Linked DNA regions of Oryctolagus cuniculus: region 1 is linked to region 2. A link is a contact called in public Hi-C data. All regions are on one chromosome and are shown on one strand. The core of a region is the stretch at or near the end of the contact, and the rest is flanking DNA. Distances in the headings are between cores, read along the strand shown.

Region 1 (4,971 bases), core at 7-2,506, 49 kb after region 2:
CGCAGATCTAGAGTTTTGGTGAAATGACATCTTGGCACTCCTTAAAAAAGGAAGTAACAAGTCTCCTCTAAAGAAAATGAGCAAACACTTGTCATTTCTTGAACGGAAGGGTCATGAGGACAAGTTGTACAAGGGGACTTTTAGCTTTCTCAGCACAGAACTAACACGCAGTACAAGGCTTTCACTTCAACTCTGGGCTTCATGGGAACGCGAGTCGTTCTACACTGGTAATCCACTAACTGCCCTTACCACAGTCTAACTTGTGTTTCAAGTCACTCAATTCAAAACACACCGGCTGAACCCATCCCTACTCATCTGAGAGTAGGGGCTAGACCTGCTCTTTGACTACATCCACATAAGAACACTAGTACTTGCAGAAAGACAGCCGTGCACACCCCTTCTTCAGTAAAGTAAAACCACATACCCAACACCAGTGCTGCAAAATGGCCAAAATGACACAAAACTGCCCGGCATCGCATTGAAGGAAACAAGCCAAACACGCCTAAATGTAAAGTCTGGTCCCATTCATCCGGTGTTCCCGGGAACCCTGGCAAACACTTGGAGCAACCCTCCTGTTCTCCTTCCAAGAATCCTGGGCAGCACTGGCTGAAATTTCCAGAAAAGTTGCTGACCACGACGCGAGGCCCCGCCACGCCACATCGGCACCCCTTTCAACGGGAAAATCAACCTGGGAGAGGATGCCACACGGTCTGTGGACTTGGCAGCAGCCGGGCGGGAGGGTGTGGACCCGACAGGCAAGGTCGGCTCCGCGCGGGCAGCGCCCGCAGCCCTCCGCCGCCCAGCGCGGGCCCGCCGCGCTCCTCCTCACCTCGACCTCCGCTCCTCACGGCCGCCCCGGAGGCCCGTGCTCTGCCGCCTCAGTCTCCACCGGGGGCCAGAGGGGCACTCGACCCTCGCCCTCCCCACAACCCCGCGCGCGAGGCCACCCTGTTCGAGGAAGAAGGACGGCGTTCGCCCGCCTCGCGCAAGTCCGTACACAGCTACAGCCTAATGCCCCACCCCAGAGCATCCAGCCCTCGCCACACTCCTCCCTGGAGACGTGTCCCCCACCACGTCCTTCGCTCCCCGGCCGTCCTCCTAACACCGAGCCCCGCAGTCTTACCCCGACCCCCACAAGCACACCCCCAGGAATATCAACTCCGACTTCGCTCCACTGGGTGACTCTGATCCGCGGCAGCACGTTCACGACAGTTTCGCGATAGCCGTAAAGGGAAACTGGCTCGGAGGAAGCGGCGGCGCGGGCGCGTTCCTCAGTGTGGTGAGCGCGCCCAGGGCTGGCCTGGCCGTTCGGGAGCGCGCCCCAGTGCCCCGCCCTGCCCCTTGAGCTCCGGGAAGGCTTCGGAGCCTCCGCCTGTCCTGGCAGGGTCAGCCAGGTAAGGTAGGCTCAGAGGAGGGTGGAAGGAGGAACAGGTCGGGCGCCTGGGGCCCGCGCGCTCGCTCTAGAGGCCACGTCACTGGGTGGCATCCGACGGGTCGGGGAAGTGGGCGCAGCCTGGTGCCCCTCTCGCCGTGGCGCGCGCACGCGGGTTTGCCTGCCTCCAGGGCGACGCGGCTGGGCGCCGCAGAGGGCCCGAGGGGGCTGAAGCGGCTCCCGGGCTCCGGGGCACCCAGGGGCGGGGGAGAGCGCAGGATGTGGTTTGGTGTCCGTTCCGCGGTTTTGTTGTCCTCCTGTGTCGTCCTCCCCACGCTCCGCGTGCCCGAGTTGGTGCCCAAGCTCAGCTCCCGCATCTTTCCCTGGCCCCGGGCAAAGCCGAGCCGAGGTCTTTGCTCCAGTGCTTCACCTTGCTAAATAATTCTTCTGGTTTTGTTTGAGCGGCCCCCCAGAACCTGCGGCTTAGTCCCCCAAAAGTTTAATGATTGAGTGAGCGTCCTGTAGTTACTCCTGGGTTCAGGTACCTTGGTGGTGGGGGCAGGGAGACGTTTGAAATTGAGATCCGCGATGACCTTGTGTTTACTGTAAGCTTAGTCTAGTACGTAGAATTCTGTTGCTGGGAGTAGGCCCAAGAAAGGAAATTGCTATTCCCGAGTGATCTCGCAACGTGCTTTATTTGGAAAACACAGGAAATGCACCATAGCAATAATTTTTTCGGTTTTCCCAAATTTTAATTGGTAAATAATCACCCAAATACAACTGTGATTTGTATTGCATCATGAAATCTCTCCATTTGACATTTGATGTAGCTTATAAAATGATATCTAGACTTCTAGATTAACCATTAGAGAACGGTATATTTGTCACGAGGACAAGTTAGAGTTAAGAAAAATAACCTTTTTTTTTTTTTTTCCTGTTATGCTTTGCTTTGGGACGATGCTTCTGTGTCATTCTGAAAGAAGCCTAAGACATTGTGTAAGTTTGGAACATCCAGAATTTCCTTCCTCATTTCAGTCGTTCATCTCTTAACCTTCTGAGGAATGCCTTATTGCATGATTTCGTCACTGTGGGAATATCACAGAGTGTACTTAGGTGAACCTCGACAGTAGGTTCCATCCCTGGATGCAATCCAGAGACTCAGTGAACATAAGATATATGTATACTGTTTGATGCTACAGTTTTTTTCTTTTAAAGACTTATTTGAAAGGTAAATTAACAGAGATCTTCCATCTTCTGGTTCATTCCCCAAATGTCCACAACATCCCAGCTGGGTGAGACTGAACCCTGGAGCCAGGAACTGCATCTTAGTTTCCTGTGTGGGTGGCAGGGACCTAAATACTTGGGCCATCAACTTCTGCCCTCCCAGGCACGTTAGCAGGAAGCTAGATCAGAAGTGGAGGAACCTGGACTTCACTCTGCATTCTTTTTTTTTTTTTTTTTTAAAGATTTATTTTATTTATTTGAAAGAGTTACAGAGAGAGGTAGAGTCAGAGAGAGAGGTCGTCCATCCGCTGGTTCACTCCCCAATTGGCTGCAATGGTCGGAGCTGTGCCGATCCGAAGCCAGGAGCCAGGAGCTTCCTCTGGGTCTCCCACATGGGTGCAGGGGCCCAAGGACTTGGGCCATCTTCTACTGCTTTCCCAGGCCACGGCAGAGAGCTGGATTGGAAGTGGAGCAGCCGGGACTAGAACGTGCTGGTGCTTTAGGCCAGGGTGTTAACCCGCTGTGCCACAGCGCCAGCCCCTTCACTCTGCATTCTGATATGGGATATGGGCATCCCAAGCTGTGGCTTAACCCTCTGTTCCACCACACCCACTCCTACACTTCTGTGTTTTTCTTAGCAAAAGGAGTACACTCTAAAAATAAGGATAGAAAGAATACTACAGTAGTACATAAGCCAGTAACATGGCCATTTGTTATTGTAATATATTGTGTATTGCACATAATTGTGTTTCTGTTCTTTATTGTACTACTGGCAGCACAGTAGGTTTGTTTACACAAGCATTGCCACAGACTTGTGAGTATTGTGTTGTGCTAGGACATTGTGATGGCTGCAACATCGCTAGGTGATAGGGAATTTTTCAGTTCATTGTAATCCATGGGAGTACTGTTTATATTCAGGTGTGAGCTGTTATTGACGGAAATGTCATTGTGCTATGCCTATTTCTTAGCAGTCACTGCTTGGGGAGACAGTTTAGTGGCATTCAGATATCTATGAAAAAATTTATAACTGCAGCTTTCATTCCTGGAACTTCAAAGAAAGCAGGGAAGATAGGTGAGATGCAAGACTTTTTTTTTTTTATCTCTTACTGCTGTAGGAAGTTTATTCTTGCATATTTTTCAGGTATTTTAGAAAGTTTCTTAAATTATTAACCATTAAAATTCTGCTGGGTTGGCAATTACACAGCCATGCTTTCAGCTTTCTAAGTTGCCAGTCTATGGGCAGTTAATTAGTTATTTTCCTCACTTAGGTCATGCACTTTTCTTAATTGTTGTTGTCAAATTTCAAGCCCTGCTTCTCTTCTGAATTGTCGGTATAAACAATTGGAACCTTCACAGCCTAAGGAAATGTGAATCTAATGTAGTTTACACCTAGAAAGAATTCATACATAGCAGTCCTGTCCCATACCCATGGCTAGTGAAATTACTGGACAGAATTAATAAACAGGCTATCGCTAGCACTGTAATGTGCTTATGTTCCATTCTGTTCTACCCTCTTTTGAGAGTCTGACTATTTTACAAGTCAGAACGCTGTAACTTAGAAGCTAAGTGACTTGCCTGAAATCACATTTGTACAGCTGGGAAGTGGTAAAGCTAGGGTTTGCACTTAGCTGAACCTGATCTCATAGTTGTGTTCTTTCCATTACATCACATGGAAGTTAATGCCTTATTTTGCTTAAAAATAAAAAATAAGCTATCATTCTTTCCTCATTTTTGTGTCTTTCTATTGAGGAAACCAGGAGTTTTTCCTTTTATTTGTTCTTTTTGAGGCCATGAAAGCTGTCATATGTGAGAAAGGACAATAATCATGTAATTTCAGATGATATAAAACATTGAAAAAAAACCAGGTACTAATTCTTTAAAGAAAAATCACCTGTTAATCATGCTATTGCTTAGTGTTCTGCTCATGGACAATACTGGTATGCTGATTTGAAATTGATACTTAAAATCATAGATTGAAACTACCTCTTATTATCTTTGTGTGTGGATTTCAGGATTTATAAAAGACACAGGTTTGGACGGTTCTGAAGATTGAAATTCTTTGCATTTCTACAACAGGTAATTCATTCTTTACATTCTAAAAGAGAACAAATATTTACTGACCACTATGATACTACCTTACATATATTATTTCATGTACTCCCTGAATAAACCTCTGTAAAGCAGGTATTATTTTAGTTGGTTTGACAGAGAATTCTAGAAGCTACTATTTATTTTTTTATTTTTTTTGACAGGCAGAGTTAGAGAGAGAGAGAGAGACAGAGAGAAAGGTCTTCCTTTTCTATTGGTTCACCCCCCAAATGGCCACTATGGCCAGCACGCTGTGCCTGTCTGAAGCCAGGAGCCAGGTGCTTCCT
Region 2 (4,502 bases), core at 870-3,369:
GGCAGGGCTTCCCTCCTGCCACTACCCCTCACTTCCTTTCAGCTCCGGGTCTGTAGACCCCCAAAGCCAGGCAGGGCAGGAACCTGCAGTCAGCCTGCTCTCTTGCTAGGCTCTCAGAGAACTCCTCTTTCTAACTCAGGACGTGCAGTCCCGATACAAAGAACTGAAACAAGGTTTCCACATCTGTGTTTTTATTGGCCTTGGCTTGGGGGCGATTTGGCTGGAGTGTTGAGGAGCCTTGGAAGCTGGTGGAAAAGAGGGAAGACAGAGTGGGGCTGCGTGTGTGGTAGGCTGAGGAAGGAGGCTGAGCTGTGACCTGGGCAGCAAAGACACCAGAGCAGTGCTTGGCTGGAAAGGCTGGAGGAGCCACCTCTGTGGGACTTTCCGTGTGGGAATGGCCCGGCAGAGGTTCCTGGAAGTGAGGGATTTCCCAGGCTAACTCAGGCACCAACCTGGGCTCCAGTGGCCAGGGGCTGTGTGAGGTCAAGGCTGGGCAGGAGGGTGCAGACATAAAGAGGAAAAGAAGGCTTTGGCTTGCGGCGGAGCTCCCAGTGTGTCCCTGTCTGTCTTCACGGCACCACGAGCTCCGCAAGGGCTCAAGCAATGATCTGCTTGAGGGAGGAGACAGCTTCTTCCCTCCCCTCTTGTGGGCCACTTCTATTTGTTGTCAGTAATGAGTTGAGAAGACTGAGGGACCAGGGAAAGAAGGATCAAATAGAGGCCTCACCCTTGGAGGTGCCCTGGCCGCCTCTCCTGCTTTCTGCCCCTCCCCTCCCAGCGACAGGTGGTTACAAGCTCTGTGAGCCGCAGGGCTCCCAGAGTTGCACTTCTGGAAGCTCCTGTGGCGGTGGGTTGTGAGGGGTGGGTGTGCAGCGTGGAGGTGCAGGGGGCCCTCTCATTCTCTCACTTCTGTTCTCTGTCCCAGCACCCTGTCTCAGTGCATCCACGCTACTGCCGCACTCCTCTACCCCTTCAGCTGGGCACACACCTACATCCCTGTTGTCCCCGAGAGCCTTCTCGCTACCGTCTGCTGCCCAACCCCCTTCATGGTTGGTGTGCAGATGCGCTTCCTGCAGGAGGTTATGGACAGCCCCATGGAAGAGGTATGGAGCAACAAGAAGGGTGCGTGATTTGGATCCCAGCCCTGCTGTGTGATTTGTGATTGGTGACCTGTGGCAGATCACTCCGCCTCTTTCAGCCACGCTTTCTTATTTGTAATGTGGGGATGAGTGTCCAACTCCTAGGGGTTCTGGGGGACAGAACCTGTGTAAGACTCCTGGCCTGCTGCCACATGTACTTGATGCTCAGTAAGCATTGGTCTTTTCACCTTCAATGATTTCCTGTTGGGCTGAAGGGGTGACACACAGCTTATTCAGGGGTCATCAGACTGTCCTACACCAGCTAGCCCCAAAAAAGCCTAAGGGATGTCCCACCTCCATCTGAATTGGATGGGCACAGCTGGTATGTGTAACACACACTCCGCTAGAACTCATTCGGATTCCTTGGACGTGAGCTGTAACATAGGCCTGTAAACAATGAGTCTTTTGCAGCAAGAGCCATCTTTCTCAGTAGCTCAGTACCCAGGTGGCTATGGAGGGTACAGGGCTGAGTTCCCTTTGACTTTTCTTAGCTTCTTACTTCTTGGCAGTGTCCTTGACCCAACCAGAGGGCTCAGGTATGAAAGTGGCCATCAATAGCAAGAAATATCCCTGATGCTGGAAGAAAAACTCAAAGCATGTGCTCTGTTTTGCTTGTCAGTGGGAACTTCCAAAGGATAGTATGTTACAGCATTCGAGACTAGAGAGATACTGGGGAACATCTGCCCTGGCTAACAACTGACTTCCTCTGTGCCAAGAAAGGGGAGAGGTGGAGTCTCGGAAGTAAGCTACTGCTGCAGAGGTGTGGAGCCAGCCCTACAAGGGAGGGTTCCCATTTTACTTAAGGGACAGTTAAGGTCCAGAGAACTCAGTTGACACATCTGAGGCCACATAAGGAACAGTGAGACCTGGCACAGAAAACAACCAAAGCCCTTTTTATGAGACGTGTTCTTGGGAGAGCTAGAAGCAGGCTGTTTCCCTTCTTTGCTCCCTGGCCCTCCCACCCTTCCCTGGGACTGCTGAGTACACATGCCCTTTGAACCACCCTTAGCCATGTGACTAACTGGGAGAGAGTATTAGCCCCGTGTTTAGCAATAAAACTTAAAATGTCCCAACCCCACAAGTTATGAAACTTCCTGACTCTGCAACTCCAGCTCCTGGGAAGCTGTGGCTCCTCCCCACAATGACCAGGCAGGAAGACACCCAAGGTTCCTGCCCTCCAAGAGACTTGGCCTATTTTCTTCCTCATCAGTGCTCTGAAATGGGCAGGGGAGGAGGAGGAGTGAGGGCCATGTGTGCAGGGTGCATGTTTGTGTGTGCTGGGGGAAAGGGGATCCCTTGGCCTTCCCTGTAAGCTGTTTGGAAGGGATCACTCTGCAGGCAATAATATACCCCAATACTGGAAAGATTTCTGGGAACAATCTAAAAAAAATTAGTCTTTCAACATATCTTTCCTCCCAGCCTCCCTCCACCCACCCTGGCCAATGAACAGCTTTCTCTACATGAAGGCATCTGAGCCTATGTATACAAGTGGTTTCAGGCCTGGACTAGTTCAACTTTTCTCCCCTGGTGATACATAATTACAGTGCGCACTCTGTTTTTGGCATACTTTTTTTCCTCCTTGTATTTCAAAGAAGGGGGAGCAAAGAGGGATTATTCACACCCTATTGTCAAACTAAGGTCATAAACCAGAAAGATGAGGCCAACACAGGGTCCTAAATGACCAACCCAGGATCTGGGGGATTATGGCAAACTGGTGACCGCATGCTTGCCTGAAGGGGGCAGCTGATGATCATCCTTCAGAAATATGGGTCAGTGTTCAAGTTTCTGACTTTTCAAGAGAGGTCAAAAGTTCAAATTTTATGGGAATTCAATTTAAATATTGGAAACTCATCAAATTATTCAAAAATACTCTGAGGATCAAAGATATGCCAGCAGGAGGCCCACTTGTAATCTCTGGTCTCATTGGAAGACCCCTCAGGCTGTGACAGGGGCAGGTGGGTAGAACCCTGGTCCTCTGAGTTCCAGCCCCATGCTTGTCTCACTTGCAGCCTAGACGCATGATCTCCTCCCTCACTTCTTTTCTCTTTTGCTCTCGGCCTGGGGTTCGTTTATTTCCCTTTTTCCCTTGACCCTGGGCTCATCTCCTTTCCTTGCTGAGGCTCCTGCTGGAAGGCCCAAAGCACTGAGGGAACTTTTAAATAGAACTCCAGGCAGTTGTTCATAAAATTGTGGCAAGCATTAAAAGATCAAAACACATGCACCTCTCTCTTGAAGCTGACCAGAGCACAGGGAGTTGGAGCACAGCCGTAGGGAGGAAATTGCAGCCTTGACGACAGCTGTACTGTTTTGAGGATTCCATGAGACACTGTGTAAGGCACTTAGGCATGCCATATGCTAAATGCTGCATTTGTGGAAGTAATCACTACGAGCAGTGTTGTATTCAGGGAGTGACTGGCTGTGATTTCCCCATGTTGCATTTTCTTTCTTAGCTCTTTTTCCTATCCCCTTCCTTAGACACACATACACCCTTTCCCCAGGAAGGGAACTAGTTCCGGAGGGGATTGGTGGGGATGAGGATGCCAGACAGGAAATGAGGATGGAAGATGTTGATTTTACCATTACATTACCCGAAGGGATAACTTTGGGCATAAAGGGGGATGCTAAGTTCTCCAAGGTATAGCCATTCTGTGTTTATTTCAGGTCCTGTTGGTGGATCTGCATGAAGGAACCTTCTTACTGTCTGTAAGTGGCTGGGTTCAGAGCCCCACAGGTCTCCTGCTGACTCAACCACTAGTCTCACCTGTGTTCCACTTAATTTTAACAAACACCAGCACTTTTGTTGAGTGGGATCTGCACTGACGACCTTCCCTCTCTCAAGGAGTCCAGAGACCCAGAGGACTCCATTATAGGGCACTCAGTGTCGGTGTGTTTCAGGCAAGGAATGTAACCCGGGCACCACAGGGATAAAAGGGGATCACTTGCCGAGGTTTAGAACCAAACTGAAGTGAAGGCAGAGCTTCGGCTGTCTCTCTCCTACGCCCAGCTTATTTGGGGGTGGGGAGTGGGGTGCACACTCATGCCTCCCTTCACCCCACACCTCCTCCTTGACTGCTCGACCCTGGGTTGACTCTGTCTTCTAGGTTGGTGATGAAAAAGACATCCTGCCACCAAAGCTTCAGGATGACATCCTAGACTCTCTTAGCCAAGGGATCAATGAGTTAAAGAGTAAGTCCTAGGCCCCTCTTATTTTGGGGTTTTCCAGGACATTCAAGGGCACAATTCCCTTCTCGAATTAAAATGAATTCACTCAGAATCCTAGCACAGCCCCAGAGACCTAGATCCTGCAGCAAGTCTGGACAAGAGATTTATATTTCTCCTAAGCAATGGCAGAGAACCCAGATC

The links. Hi-C and Micro-C count contacts between places; a contact is called where the count stands out from the background.
Region 1: a contact with region 2 is called in a Hi-C map of skin fibroblasts, with 2.2 times the contacts expected there. The contact joins the promoter of DRAM2 here to the enhancer-like site in region 2. A contact is called at or near these places in 2 of 6 Hi-C or Micro-C datasets (skin fibroblasts and an unstated tissue).

Annotation. Positions count from the first base shown.
Region 1 is chr7:59,167,695-59,172,665 of mOryCun1.1, forward strand. DRAM2 (DNA damage regulated autophagy modulator 2) reads left to right here and starts at 1,257. Exons shown (of 10, transcript XM_070077908.1): 1 at 1,257-1,394; 2 at 4,609-4,672. CEPT1 (choline/ethanolamine phosphotransferase 1) reads right to left here and starts at 1,263. Exons shown (of 9, transcript XM_008264699.4): 1 at 1,124-1,263.
Region 2 is chr7:59,117,687-59,122,188 of mOryCun1.1, forward strand. DENND2D (DENN domain containing 2D) reads left to right here. Exons shown (of 12, transcript XM_070077883.1): 8 at 926-1,103; 9 at 3,801-3,842; 10 at 4,241-4,325. Among named protein-coding and RNA genes, the nearest start is that of DENND2D, 13 kb to the left of the region's middle. Within about 2 kb of position 2,120, at least 3 of the 8 cell types and tissues checked have an H3K27ac peak or open chromatin away from gene starts, as enhancers often do.